2 separate regions of the Xenopus laevis genome follow, and region 2 is linked to region 1. A link is a contact called in public Hi-C data. All regions are on one chromosome and are shown on one strand. Each heading gives the region's core, a stretch centred on a gene start, on an enhancer-like site or on the middle of the called end of the contact. The rest is flanking DNA. Distances are from core to core; before and after follow the strand shown.

Region 1 (7,677 bases), core at 3,503-6,002:
TGCTAAAAATGATGGTTGATCCCAATGTTATTAATAGGGAAAAAAGATAAATATATAGTAAGGCCGGTATTTTTTTCCAAAAAAGGTGGCAACCCTAGACCCAGTGTGCCAAATTCCTTATTGTATGTGAGGGCCATACATCAGTCATCTCATTAATGGCTTTTTGCAAATAAATGTATTTCATGACAATCAGGGCCAGAGTTCTGGTGTAAGGCCAGTAGAAACAGTAACTTATAAATACTCATACTAATAATCGTAATAATACTCGTAATTATATTTTGTATTTTGGACGGTATATTGGACAAAACTATGACATACAGTATACTGTAAATTGCACATGGACTGAAGATTCCTGGGGAAAATCCTAGGGGTGCATTAGGGTTCCATGTGATGTGGCATTGCTTTAATATACTGGGGTAGAGCAGACTGGTTCGCACAGTGAATATAATTGCCCTGCGCATGGTTATATTTACAGCATAAAGCTGGATAAGGGTGTGCAAACAGAATTGCAAAAAAATGTCCGCACTGCAAGTGTCAATAAGCTTTTTAAATATTGCAAAATTGCGAATATATATGCAAACACTCTGCATTTGAATTATGCCACAACTTTGGTGCTGGAGAAAATTTCCGCAAAACAGTTTTCATAAGTTGCGAATTTAATTACTGTATTAATGACCCCCCGTGTGTGTTATGGTTTAACATAGTTTATGGTTAAATTGTACTGTAGAGTGAATAAATGCTTTCTCTGCACCACAACTGCATACACCCCTGCTAGCACCATTAGCTCATAAGCAACATGTTGCTCACCAACCCCTTGGACGTTGCTCCCAGTAGCCTCAAAGCAGGTGATTATTTTTTAATTCAAGGCTTTGAGGCAAGTTTTGGTTGTATAAAAACCCGGTGTACTGTCAAACAGCGACTCCTGAAGGATGCCAGTCCGTCCACATGGGGGCTTACAAAGAGCCAATTACAACCCTCATTTGGCACCTCCCTGGAACTATATTCATGCTTGTGTTGCTCCCCAACTCTTTTTACATTTGACTGTGGCTTACAGGTATAAAAGATTGTGGACCCCTGCCCTAAAAGTTCATGCAACAATGATTTTCTGACCATCCCATCCAATGACGATTTCATCATTTCACCATGAAAAATTTTAAACCTGTCTGATCTACTATTGGGAGGCTGTTGTCTGAACAATCATGAATTTTAGAATTGTTTGCACCCCATCAATGTAAGGATAAGTAGTCAATTTTATCAGATAGTCCTAAAATTGGTTGATTCACACAAGCAAATGTGCCAGTGTATAGCCATCTTTAAGTGGGATCTTAAAGAACCAACATCAGTGCCACTTAATTGTTCTGACTCCCTGCAAGCTGTTTGAACATGTCCTACATTTTACTTGCTTCTGTTCCTTTATATGCCAGAGTGTTATATGTATATCATCTCTTGGCATATATCCCTTCTCATGCAATTAGTGGGACCAAGCAACTGCCAGGAAAGAATAAGAAAATACTGAATAGGGATGCATGTTCAGGAAGGTTTAGAATTAGTACCTTTCTGCACTTTCTTTTCATCTTAGTGTTGTCCTGGCACTGTACAGATCAATCTGGACACATTGTGCCACATCCCCTATTAAGGTAAGGTATACCAATACCAGCTTTTGTTTTTGAGGGATTTGTTGGCCAGTTTCTTCCATAAAAGGATATACTCTTTGGCTAAAAGGGGTGGTTCACCTTTAAGTTAACTTTTAGTATGTTTTAGAAAAGCTAATTCCAAGCAACTTTTCAATTGGTTTTCATTATTTATTTTTTACAGTTTTTTATTTATTTGCTTTCTTCTTCTGACTCTTTCCAGCTTACATATAGGGGGCCATTGACCCCATCTAAAAAACAAATGGAATGTAAGGCTACAAATGTATTGTTATTGCTACTTTTTATTACTTATCTTTCAACTCAGGCCTCTCCTATTCATAGTTTCTTATGGTTTCTTATATTCAGGTCACCTGCTATGCACAATAAGCACACGATTGGTGACAATATGTTGGGAAATGCAAGTGTATGCTCAATATATGACACTCCCAAAACACATCATAAAAGGAACCAACATAATTTCAGCATTTGGGACATTGGTCAGAGGCCCCCTGGTATATTTTGGACAGTCTCTGTGGGGTCAAGTATAATTCTGAATAATTTAATCTGAATATACCTGTCCCTAGCTGACATAGTAAGTTGGGGTACCCAATCAAGGACCTCTTCCCACATCTCCTCATCCAAATCTCATATATTTTCTCTCCATTTTTATTTGGTCTTGAGGAGAGTATTGGGTTGCAGATTCATTAAGATCACATATAAATACATCAATATCTTCGATAGGTCTGGTCTATGGAGGTATAATTCTAGGGTTTGTTCTACCACTGTTTTATTGGAATGTCACAATTTTTAATTGATTATTAACAAGGTAAGGTTTATGGATCTATATCATATTATGTTTAGGGATCTGTGCCCGCTTTAAGGCCGGTGGTGAGTAAACTTCCATCTGTAGATAGATTTTCAGCTCCTTTGAAGTCAGTTATGAGACCCTATGAAGAATTTTGTAAATGAGAGGCCAATAATTTGTTAATTTGATGACTCCTGGAGGGTGCATATTATAGTCGTTCCTGTTCTTGCTGCAAGGTTCTAAGTCTAAGACATAGGGATGATTCCACAACAAGTAGGTGTTCTTTTAAAGTTTCAGTGTCATACCATGTTGTATGTCTGAATGTGTAGACCGTAAAATGTCAGATTTGTTCTGGAAGAGATTTTATGTATGTTATCCATGTGTTAAAAATGTTTGTTCTTTTCTGGTTTGCTTCTAACCAGTCCATATGGAAAATATGATAATTTTTATTTTACCAGTAGTATGGATGGTGGGTCAGAAGTTAACCATTATTGCAGTATCGTCTTCCGAGCTGTTGCCGCCAGTCTTCCAACCAAAGCTATTGCACGATTTTAAATATATTTATTTTAATACAACAACCAGGCAAACCCTTGTGGGACGACCCTAATGCTTCATATAATTCACCAAGGAAATCCAGATATTTTGAGGCAGATGTTTTTCTCAAGGAAATTCAAAGTTTGATATTAGCCAGTGATTGCTTAACATCCTGAATGTTAGACATAGCCCTAAAGAAATTCAGGCCAAAAAGAACACATAACAAGGAGAGTTGGTATTTTGTTAGGAATTTTGTTTAAACATTCCGTATATGAGCTATATTTAATTTTGCTTTTTTTCTGGTTCCAGGAATATTCTTCAGATGAAATGGATCCAAAAATGGCACTATGTATTTAATGCGAACAAGTTTCATAAACAGATAAAATGAGTGTTGGACTGCAATAGTGTCAGACATGAAGTTCGGGGCTCACTGGGGCCCCACCCTAAGGGCCCACTACACTCACCCATTCACAAACTCCCACCCCCAACACCCAGTTTAGTACCTCCTCTCTTCTCTTGGGGGGTGGGCTGCAGACCCTGGCAGCAGGGAGGGACGGAGACAGTCCTGGGTCGGCGGGGCCCATGAGGTGCGAGGCCAATCAGATTATTTTTCCGGTGCTCCCCCGGCCCAGTCTGCTGGACTGCAATGACATGGTCTCACCAGAAAACCTTATGCCCACACTGCAAACCATCTTTTCTCTCCTCTTCACTCAATCTCTTTATTCTCCTTGTCTCTTTGCTTTACATACTATTATCTCTCCTTACATTTCACTGACCCGGATTGTTACTGAAATGTCCCGACTGCACTGAACAGCCAGAAAAAGATAAAAAATCTCTAAAACTTAATTAAATAAGAGGCTTTTGGCAGAGAGCCCAGAATATGTGGCAGGTGCAATTCAATACATTTGTAACAATTTAAGAAACAATTATAACAACTACGGTAAGATAAGCAACCTCTTAGGGAAAATGTGACTTGCAGCTTAAATGGCAATTCACTTTCATTATCAAAACTGTAATAACACATAAAACCTGACTCTAAAAACCATAGAAATATGTTTCCATAACCTGCTATTCTTTGGGTGTACACCTTCTGACAGTTAATTTTTGTAGATTATTTTATTGAAGACAAAGTTATGAGGACAGATATTGTTTTGTAGTAATTTGTAACACTTCCCTGATTTTCCCCTTCACCCACCAGTGAAGTCATCTGACCCAGTCTCTGGCAGGGGAGCAATATAATTGGTCAGGGTGTGGGAGCTGTGCGACCCAGGAGGAGACTGGCCTTGATACCCAAAACCAGGGCTGCCATTAAAAATACTGACATTGTTGCCAGTGTGCAGCCTAGCACTTAAAGAGGCAGTATAATACTCTTTTCAATATGACTTCAGCAGATATGGTTTGTGCTGAACATAACTTTTTTCTTTTAATTAGAAAATACATATATCATTTCTTGCACCAAACCTTGATAAGTCTTAGCTATATAATAAATTCACATTCTACTACCACAGTCCACTGAAAATCAACCTGTATAAACAAAGTGGACTCCCCCAGCCAAAGTCGGACTGGGCGGGTGGGACACTGGTAAAAAACCCAGTGAGCCCCAGCTTTCATAGGGCCTGATCCCCCGGCTGACCAGCTTCTGTGCTGCTGTGTTTTAGGCACATGAGTGCACAACATTTTCTTGCTTTGATGCCTTTTCACGCATATGCATGCAGAATTTAGAGGTCAGGATGGGTCCCCTGGGGACCGCCAGGAGGGCCCTTTGTTTTGCAGCCCTGGGGGGCCCCCAAGGCTCCAGTCTGACCCTGCCCCAGCTACAGTCTCTTTGGCTTTGTGATAAAGAGCATCTCATTATATACAGAGCTTCTCAGTGGACTGATGATTTATTTTGATTGTGCTCATAGGAACCACAAGTAGAATGTAACTTTACTTTCAGTTCTAAATACTGCCCCTTTAAATGCCTAGGGTATATTGCTACATGCTGCATGCTGGCACCAATTTCAGTTAATATGCCACCAGTTTTCAGAAGCGTTTAATTACTTACTGTAGATGTAAGAGAAAAAAAAACATGGGGTACATGAGTCCTATGGTATCACCACATCTATACTCTCTTATTGAGAGTGGCCTATGTTAGCTGCCATTCCTTTCAGTGAGAGATCTATTGCATCCAGATCTCGGTTGCTGGAATCTTGTGGACTTTTTGTACTTTCAGTACTTGATGCAGTCCCAGCCCTACTCCATCCCCTAGGCAAGAAAGAACACAGAATCATCAATGCCTCCAACAACTGTAGGGGTTTGATATGGGATATCTTATTAAAAAGGTGGTTTATCTTTAAGTTAACTGTTAGCATGTTATAGAATGATCAATTCTAAGCATTTTTTCATTTGGTCTTCATTATTTATTTTTATATAGTTTTTCTTAATTATTTGCCTTCTTCTTCTTAATCTTTCCAGCTTTCAAATGGGGGTCACTGATCCCACCTAAAGAAACGAATGCACTGTAAGGCTACACATGTATTGTTATTGCTACTTTTTATTACTCATCTCTCCCTCTCTCATATTTATATTCCAGTCTCTTAGTCAAACCAATGCATGGTTGCTAGGCTAATGTGGATTCTAGCAACCAGATAGCTGAAATTGCAGACTGGAGAGCTGCTGAGTTAAAAACTTAATAACTCAAAAACCACAAATAATAAAAAAAGAAAACCAAGTGTAAATTTTCTCAGAATTTCACTCCCTACATAATACTAAAACTCAAAGGTGAACAACCCTATTAAATGCAGGCAGTTACACTATAAGAATTCAGTTATGCTACATACATACGAGAGGCAAACCTCAGCTCCAAGGAGCAACTGCAATGCAGGGCACTTGTAGGCACTCAACAAGCTAAAATTGTAATACATGTTCATCATGTTTCTTTCTATAAAACAAAATAAAGTTATTATGAACATTACTAGTCATAACTAAATATCTAGCTGTTATTTCTTAGCATTCCCAAGCAGAGACAATGAATTTATTCCACATTGGCTTGAAGTAGGCTTCAAGTAGGAATAGATGTACATGTAACAGTCCTGGAATGTTTCCGAGGGAGCAGTTCTTACAGCAAACACATTGCATATTTCATAGGTAACACTACATTTTCCAGAGATTTTCCTAGTGAAAGGTTTGCAGGCATGATGTTTGCTGTGTCTGGGTTCTTTTTCTATCTCACGGCACCAATCTCCCACTCAGCATTTTTCCACCATATAGTCAAAGGCTTTTCCTCTCTCATCTGGATACTTTGCAGTTTTTTTTATGCCAACTAATGGTAGGCAGCCTGGAAGCAAATGCCTAATGTCCTCTATCCTTCATCTTTAAGCCAAGATAGAGGCAAAATAAATCTGGCATGAGGGGGCGAAAAAAAAAGAAAAATTGCTTTAGGAGGATTCACAGAAAAGAGAATTGTTTCTAAGAACACAGTGTGACATGAAGAGTTTGTACTAAGTTGGGGGGGCGGAGGTCTGCCAGTATTTTAGATTCTGACACTGGTAGTGGGAGTTTTTAGATCCTCCACAAATCAATATAATCTCCTGTCTTTATTATCAGATTTTTATTTTGCATATACAAGATAATATAAACCCCATATGTAATCTGAAATGTTATGGAAAGTCAAGAGCTTGATGATTCCCGTTATGGGTGCTTATTATTAAACATGAATGGCAGTTTGGGACTTAGTAAGTTTTTTTTTATTTTCAATAATGTCAACCAAACCCACAGCATTAGGGAGATCCAGCCCTGGATTTTTTTGAATACCTAATCGAGGATTTGTACGATTTTCGGACCGTGTGTTGAGAGTCCCGACATTTTTCGTCCGGGGGAGATCAGTCGTTTGGTCGATTGGACAGGTTTGATTCTGTCCCAACCGGCCTGCCGGAGCCCATTGTGAAATCTGATCGACGTTACCCCCAATATAGCCATGCCCGTTAGTGGCATATCAGGGAAAGATCGGCTCGTTTGGCAATGTCGCCAAACGAGCGGATCTTTGCGTCTATGGCCACCTTTAATGGTGACATCAAATAAGCTTTCAAATGTCTGGAGTAAATAAATACCTACATCATTGACATTTCTGGAAAAAAAATATAATGTATTTGTAGTGATCTCCAAGAAAACCTTTAGTCTGTGGCCTTGTTCATTCATAGGGGCAGATTTACTAAAGGGCGAAGTGACTAACGCTGGTGAAGTCACGTCTTTCAGGCAGTTTGCCGATTTACTAACGGGCGCAGACGTAACTTCGCTAGCGAAAGAGACAGACGCTAGCAATCATTCGCCAGGTAAATTTTCGCTCTGGCGAATGGACGTTACTGAACATTACTTCTTTTGCCAGACTTGACTTCACCAGCTCAGACCAGGCGTAGTGCATTGGAGTGCATAGATGTTCCTCAATTTTTAATGGAAAAAAGTCCCAAAAAATGCTGGCGTCTTTTCCTTTTTTTCCAGAGTGATAGCCTGCAAAAGTCTGTAAATTTTTTTTTGGGTAACCGTGTTGCCCCTTATATTTTCTAACATATGGAACAGAAACTATACAGTGGGCTCATGTGTAGGGCATTATAACAACTCTATTTTATTTATTAAGGTTCCCTGGACTTGTGTAATGTAATTTATTTGCTGCAACATATACGTCCATGTAACTTTATAATTTCCAGCTGTATGCAAATTAGCCAACGCTAG
Region 2 (7,677 bases), core at 2,238-4,737, 150 kb after region 1:
GTGTATCACTAATTATTAGCTAGTTTTAGCTACCATTCACCTTTACGTAACCTAAAAATACCACAGCACAGGATTTTCTATGTTCTCAATATCATTATTATTGTGTTTTACCATATGTTTTTGCCTATTGCCATAGGCAACATGGCAGTCCTGTACCTAAATACCAAAATAAGATTTTTCTGTGCATACAAATTTAGCATGGGCCATCCTTGGGACCATGGCACACTCTGGCTTCCCTGCAGAATAACACCAAAACCTAACCATGCCATCTGTCATGTTGTAAAATGAAAATCCAACTGACACAAATGGTACAGATGATGTCGAAAATAACATGTTTTATGGCCCTCTGGATAGTAGTGTCAGATTTTTACTATAGTCAGTGTTAGGTAGCAAAACAGGATGATCCCCTGTACAGCAGGAACTTTTACGTTTTTAATGGCTTAATGTAACCATGTTATAAAATTTTTTGTCACAATGCAGCAAATTCATGTTTGTTTGTACACTTCTAATTGTATACAATGAAGCAAGTCATTATTTTGTTAGACCGCTAATACTAATCACTAATGTTAGTGAAATTTGCAGCTGATGAAACGTTACTCTTGATTTTTTTTTCTTTTGGGGGGATACACTCTCTACACTTTTTGTGTTTGCAGCAGATGCATCTCCTTTAAGTGCCCGTTCAGTCTCTGCTGTTAAAATCATTCCGGTGAAGACTGTGAAAAGTTTTCCTGATCTTGTTCCAACTGCAGGTATATGTTTGCTGCCAAATTAAGTAATGTGTCTTGTTTGGATCCTGATTCGGCATTCAGATCACATTGTTTTTATATGAACTTTGCTATAATCCATTATGCTTGCTAGATGCTGCAGGCTTACCTCCCAACTGTCTTCACTTCCTTCAGGTGTTCTGACCCAAAGTGGGTAGGGATTAAAGTGAATCAGGGGTTGATGCAGAATAAGCATGTGGTCTTAAATATACCAAATGTACAGTTGGGAGGTATGTGCAGAATACATTAAATCATAATGTGCTGATTTTGGGTGAACAGATTTTTTTTTCTATTTTGATTATATTTCCACACCATTTCCATTCTTACTGTATTTGTACTTTCTGTGTTTTAAGTTCTATGGAATCCATTAATGTCTCTGTATACTGCCAATGCATGGGTCTTACATGCGCAGCTATGTAAAAGCTTTTTGTGAAATAAATGCCCACTATGCTTCGCTCTTGACTATGTCATCATTTTGGAGATGTAGTTTATCAGCAGCTATTGGGATGCAGGATTCACTTTGGTGGACCCGATAGAATCTTTAGAATTTAACTTCAACTAAACAGATACTGCATTTGTGGAGCTTGGCTAAGGTTGAAACTGCAGGAATGTTATTTATGTGATTGCAGGGGGAAGTTTATCATGAAATGTATGTGCTATTTTGTATCTTTCTGCCATATTTCGGTATGACAGTAGTTTGATAAACACAGAGAATGGCATAAGCATGTTTATTGATGGATTATATATTTTATTATGCCAGGTTACAGTCACAGATGATCTGTTCATACATACCTAAAAGCTAAATTTTCAGGTTCAGCCTTTGATCGTGAAATGTTATTTACACAGTTGTATGGTACTGATGTCTAGAGGATCTACTGAATCATTTCATTGAGTCTCCATGTTTTCTCAAAGAATTTTTTTTACAAGATTTTTGTTTACTAAAACTGAAAATGTGCAGGTATCTATTATATATCTGTAGCTTTGACAATTCCATGAGAATTATTTGTTAAGATCTCCTAAATGCTATGCCACAACTAGACACAGAAGTACAAGTGATTGAGTTTCTTTCCATTTGGGGCCCCCTAGCTGACATCTGGAGTGGTGTTGTGTAATTTCCTGTAAACCAGGAAGTAAGGCATGCATTGTGTAATTTCCTGTAAACCAGGAAGTAAGGCATGCATCTAGGGACAGTTTTCCTATAAGTCAAGCAGAGGCTTTTTGTTTTGTTCTGCCACTCATCACCGAGCCCCATTGTTATTCAGCAAAACTTGTGGATTCATCCAAGATTCAAGAGGTGTGTCCAAAGAAACACTAACTTTGGCTTCTGTAAAAAAAAAAGTTCATGCTTCTTGTGCTATGCAGCAGTTACATACTTACATAGTTAAATCTGGTTGAAAAAAGACAAAGTCCATCAAGTTCAACCCCTCCAAATGAAAACCCAGCATCCACACACACCCCTCCCTACTTTCACATAAATTCTATATACCCATATCTATACTAACTATAGAGTTTAGCATCACAATAGCAATTGCACCGCAAGAGTTCCTTTATGAAATCAACATGGTTATTCCCTAAACATTGGCCTGAAACGGTCTGCACCTTTCAGATAATCCTAGGATTTAACCAAATACTGACTTGATTCCTGGATTTTGTACACCCGTAATTATAAAGTCAAGACCTATATGGAGAAAGCAAATGCACCACACTTGCAATCAGATCTGGACTGAGAATTAAAATAGGCCCTGGCATTTCAGGTACACAGAGGCCCAAAAAGCCCCCACCAGCCCACTAAATACTGACTTTCTATGGCACCTTATCGCAGCCCGTCTGGCATTTGCCATAACCCACAGATTGCCAGTGCAAGAAGCCCAGTTTTAGATGAATCTCTGCTTTAGGACCACAAGCTGGCTTTGGAAATCACATGGCAGAATTGTAGTTATTTACCTTTTAGGGCAGAGACACAACGAAGATCGGGGAGATTTAGTCGCCCGTCAACAAATCGCAAAATACTGCTATACTGTTAGGGCACCCGCTAAGATTTGGGGCAACTAATCTCCCTGAAAAGCCTTTTCCGGCTAGAATCTAAATCGCCAGCAGGATGGCACTTGTATTGCTTAGTTTTCCAAGTCGCCCGATGTTTCCCCGTGAGGCAATTTCAGGCGACTTCTGAAAATTAAGCAATCTGAGTGCCATACCGCCAGCTATTAAGATTATTTTTGGGGAGATTAGTCACCCGAAGAAGAGGTGATTTGTCACCGGGCGACTAAATCTCCCCGAATCTTAGCGTGTGCCCAGGGGCGATTCTTGCTATTATGCCGCCTGAGGCGGCCTTCTTTCGCCGCCCCCACCCCTCACCATGGCACTAACCTTTACAGCGCCGGAGAGGGCAGGGGCGGTCTGCGATGCTTAGTGCAGAGAGCGCAATAGTGCTCTCTGCACTAGAAGAGCCGAATTTCCGGTTTGAAAACCGGAAATTCATCTCTTAGTTACCAGGAGCGGCATTTTTGCCGCCCCAGGCAACCAGGGGGGCGCTGCCGTCTGAGGCGAGTGTCTCAACTCACCTCATTGGTGGAGCGCCCCTGCGTGTGCCCTTACCCACAGTATAGCAGTATTTTGATTCACATCCACCAGAGCTGCCGGCGGCAGGGCCAAATTTCTTTGGCGGGCTCCCGTACTACCCCCATCCCCCGCACACGCGCACAAGCACCACGAACTGGGGTTGGGCGCACAGCTCCCTATGAAGTGGCTGGGCGGCATGCTGCCCCTAGTTGCTGCCCTAGGCTAAGGTCTTTGTTGCCTCTTCAGCAGGCCTGAAGGGGTGCGGACCCTGGTAGTTTTGCCACTGTTTCTATAACATTATAAAATTATTATAAAATTAATTCTGATTGGAGGAGAAACCTATTTAATTCACTTTTTTTAAAAAAACCATGTTATAGTACCTAAATAACTAGGAAAAGTCTATAAACAAAAGCAAGAACTAGAGGGTGAGTACTGTCAGTGGGATGTTGAGAGTTTAAAGGAAGAGTCCAGATCACTTTGTATTACATAATCCAGAGACAGATGGCAGCTGTGTGTGAAAAGTGTAAAATATTATTAACTAAGTGGGAAAGTTGTAGTGTTGGTGAATAAGAGTAGCACCAGCCCCTGCTGTTAATATTGTTGATATGAATATACAGTATACTGTAACTAATAAGCTTCAAAACTCTAGAAATGTTATAGGTTGTTTTGATCTCTTGTGGACTTTTAAGGAACTATTTTTTATTTATTTATACAACCTGCTGTGCAGCCAGCTTCAGTAAACAATTTTAAGATCACATTAATTTTGTTCGACAAGCAATATATTAAGTGCAAATAGATTTTTATGGCATTCATGTGCATAAAACTTGCTTTAAAGGAAGAAGTTTCAGTAATATATGAGACTAAATCTTTTTTGTGCCCTTAACATTGCTTTATACCATATCCCTTAATAATCTCAGAATAATGTGCTGCACCATCTGTGTGTGACCACTTGGTGGTACAGTTGTGTTTGTGTCTGGGAAGAATTCATTTTAACTACAAATAATTTCAATGCACAATCTACACTTTTGAAAGCTTGTTATTGTATGTAAATGTATAATATTTATGCCACTTAACTCGTGGGTACCTTATGCAAAGCCTGTGGATACTGCCATTGTATAACTGCAATTCACTGTGAATCACAACAAGATCACATTTTATGTAGGTGTGATGAGAAGTAAGATGTTAATTTTGCTTTAGCGCTCTCTGCTCTGCTTGCACCTTCACTCATGGTGATAATGTTGACATATGGCTTTCACCGGAACCATAACATTTTGCCTTAATGTATTTCCACTTTGTCATGCCTTCTTTAAGTTTTTGCATTGGCATTGATGTGCATTTAACCTTTAAACTAACACTGCATCTTTTGAATTATTCAAATTCCTTTAACCCCCAGCGTTAGATGTTAAAGGGATGGTTCACCTTAAAGCCAACTTTTAGTATATTATAGAATTATAAGCAACTTTTCAATTGGCCTTAATTTTTTCTTTTTTATAGACAGACCCCATCTAAAAGACAAATGCTCTGTAAGGTTACACATTTATTATTATTGTTACTTGCTACTTTTATTACTCATCTTTCTGTTCAGGCTTCTGTTCAGGCTTCTCGTATTCATATTCCTCTCTCTGCTCTCTTATTAAGATCACTGTATGATTGTTAGGATAATTTGGCCCCTAGCAGCCAGATAGCTGAAATTGCAAACTGGAGAGCTGCTGAATAACTCAAAAACTACAAAAATAATAAATTAAAACCAATTGCAAATTGTTGTAGGATATCCCTCTTACATTCATTCTTCGGGGGTATTTGATAAAAATTGCAGTTTCTCACTATAAGTCAAAATAAATTTGACCAAACCCAAATCCCCTTAATTTATACAATAATTATTCTCGAAAAAATCGGTGCAAAAACACGTTGCAAAGAAATTGTGCGTCAATTTGAATTGTGTGACTTTCCTGATTTGACGCTCGAATCGAACGACTTTTTGGAGTTAACTTCAGAAAAACTTGAATTATTCAGATTATGTAACAAAAACCAGCACAAACAGTCCGAAACTATTGAGAATCCTGAAGGTAAAGAACATGTTCCAATTGTTAAAGGGACCATCTGCCATTGACTTCTACATAATTTTGACAGGTTTTCTCTGGAGTATTTTTGGATTTTTTGCAGCTTCAGAGCATAATAAATCTTGAAATATTTGAGTTTTTTCCCCCCTTTAAAAACTCAGCCAGAAAATTTTGAGGTTAAATAAATAGGCCCCTTAAAATTTATTTTAAGGTGAACTACCCCTTGAAAGTGAATGTTGTTATTTAACCAAGTACTGTATATTGATCAAAGATTGATTTTAGATCACGGGAGTGCATAAGGTCACTTATAGAAGCTGTGCTTTTTGGATCCTTTCTATAAAGTAATCAATGTGCTGTGTAATCCTGACTCTTGTTCCGTTATATTCTATGTAGATGTGGATCCTGCTAAACTTTGTGCAGGGAAAGGAGCAGTCACTCTTCGGACCTCTCCGGTTCAGCTGGAAAGTCAGAAAACTACAATGACACTGGACATTGAACTCTCTCCATGTAAGCTAGAAACTGAATTGTGTTGAATTATACTAGACACCAGGAGGCACATTTATCAAGGGTCGAATTTCGAGGGTTAATAAACCCTCGAATTAGACCCTCGAAGTTAAATCCTACGAATTCGAATATCGAATTTGAAGGATTTAGCGCAAATCCTTCGATCGATCAATCAAAGTAAAAATCGTTCGAACGATTTGAACGATTTTAAGCGATCGATCAAAGGATTTTTCTTCAATCAAAACAATGTAAGAAAAGTGCTGGGGAAGGTCCCCATAGGCTAAAATTGTACCTCTGTAGGTTTAAACTGCCAAAGTATGTAGTCAAAGTATTTTTTTAAAGAGACAGTACTTAGACGGTCAAATAGTCGAACAATTTTTAGTTCGAATCGAAGTCGAAGGTCGTAGTAGCCTATTTGATGGTTGAAGTACCCAAAAAAAATCGAAGTTTTTTTCATTCGAATCCTTCACTCGAGCTTTGTAAATGTGCCCCCAAGTGTTCTGTACAAACACATTGTTATTCCTGTGCATTAGGGAACAGAGGCAGTCATTCATATTGAATCATTAGTCACACATTCATTACAGGCAGCTGTTAGAATTGATACAATAGTTGCTCATACTCCAGAGATGCTGCTGAGAAATGTATCAACTAAATGTTGCAAAATTTTAACCGTTCAGTGTCTGCACCTGAATTACTGAGCTGCCAGACTGAAACACCAGACAGGAACATTCAACTTAGATTTTGTAAAAACAGTAAAAAAAAAATTACGGAAAGTAATTGAAAAAAAGTCTTTATTTCTGGGGAACAATCTGAAAACAACAGAACTGAAAAAAGTGCTTGGAAGTTGAACAATCTATTTAAGTGGTCATCATGCTTGTTCTTCAGTGAATTATTCTAATATTAGTGGAATTTTCTTATCTACAGGGCATTGATTGATTGATGAGATAAATGATTAATGAGATAAAACAATGCAACCCTCATATACCATAATAAGGTAAATGGAGTTATTGAAAAAAACAAAAAAATAACATTGAAAGATTCTGGGTCACAACTAAGATAACATTTCCAGCACCAACAATTAAAGGGATACTGTCATGGGAAAAAATTTTTTTCTCAAAATCAATCAGTTAATAGTGCTGCTCCAGCAGAATTCTGCACTGAAATCCATTTCTCAAAAGAGCAAACCGATTTTTTTTTATATTCAATTTTGAAATCTGACATGGGGCAAGACATTTTGTCAATTTCCCAGCTGCCCCTGGTCATGTGACTTGTGCCTGTACTTTAGGAGAGAAATGCTTTCTGGCAGGCTGCTGTTTTTCCTTCTCAATGTAACTGAATGTGTCTCAGTGAGACATGGATTTTACTATTGAGTGTTGTTCTTAGAACTACCAGGCAGCTGTTATCTTGTGTTAGGGAGCTGCTATCTGGTTACCTTCCCATTGTTCTTTTGTTTGGCTGCTGGGGGGGGGGAAGGGAGGGGGTGATATCACTCCAACTTGCAGTACAGCAGTAAAGAGTGATTGAAGTTTATCAGAGCACAAGTCACATGACTTGGGGCAGCTGGGAATTTGACAATATGTCTAGCCCCATGTCAAATTTTTTTTGTTCTTTTGAGAAATGGATTTCAGTGCAGAATTCTGCTAGAGCAGCACTATTAACTGGTTAATTTTGAAAAAAAAAAATTTCTCCCATGACAGTATCCCTTTAAGTATCAAATATATCATGAGGATCACAAGTGCTTCATACCTCTAGTAGAGTTTATTGATTGTAGGATCTATGATTAGGCTCAG

Evidence for each region. Hi-C and Micro-C count contacts between places; a contact is called where the count stands out from the background.
Region 2: a contact with region 1 is called in a Hi-C map of the XL177 cell line, with 3 times the contacts expected there. The contact joins two enhancer-like sites.

Annotation. Positions count from the first base shown.
Region 1 is chr7S:28,710,344-28,718,020 of Xenopus_laevis_v10.1, forward strand. No RefSeq gene overlaps it. Among protein-coding and RNA genes, the nearest start is that of anxa7.S, 21 kb to the left of the region's middle. Within about 2 kb of position 4,753, at least 2 of the 7 cell types and tissues checked have an H3K27ac peak or open chromatin away from gene starts, as enhancers often do.
Region 2 is chr7S:28,856,869-28,864,545 of Xenopus_laevis_v10.1, forward strand. LOC108705262 (sorbin and SH3 domain-containing protein 1) reads left to right here. Exons shown (of 33, transcript XM_041571065.1): 4 at 654-749; 5 at 5,777-5,890. Among protein-coding and RNA genes, the nearest start is that of LOC108705262, 63 kb to the left of the region's middle. Within about 2 kb of position 3,488, at least 1 of the 7 cell types and tissues checked has an H3K27ac peak or open chromatin away from gene starts, as enhancers often do.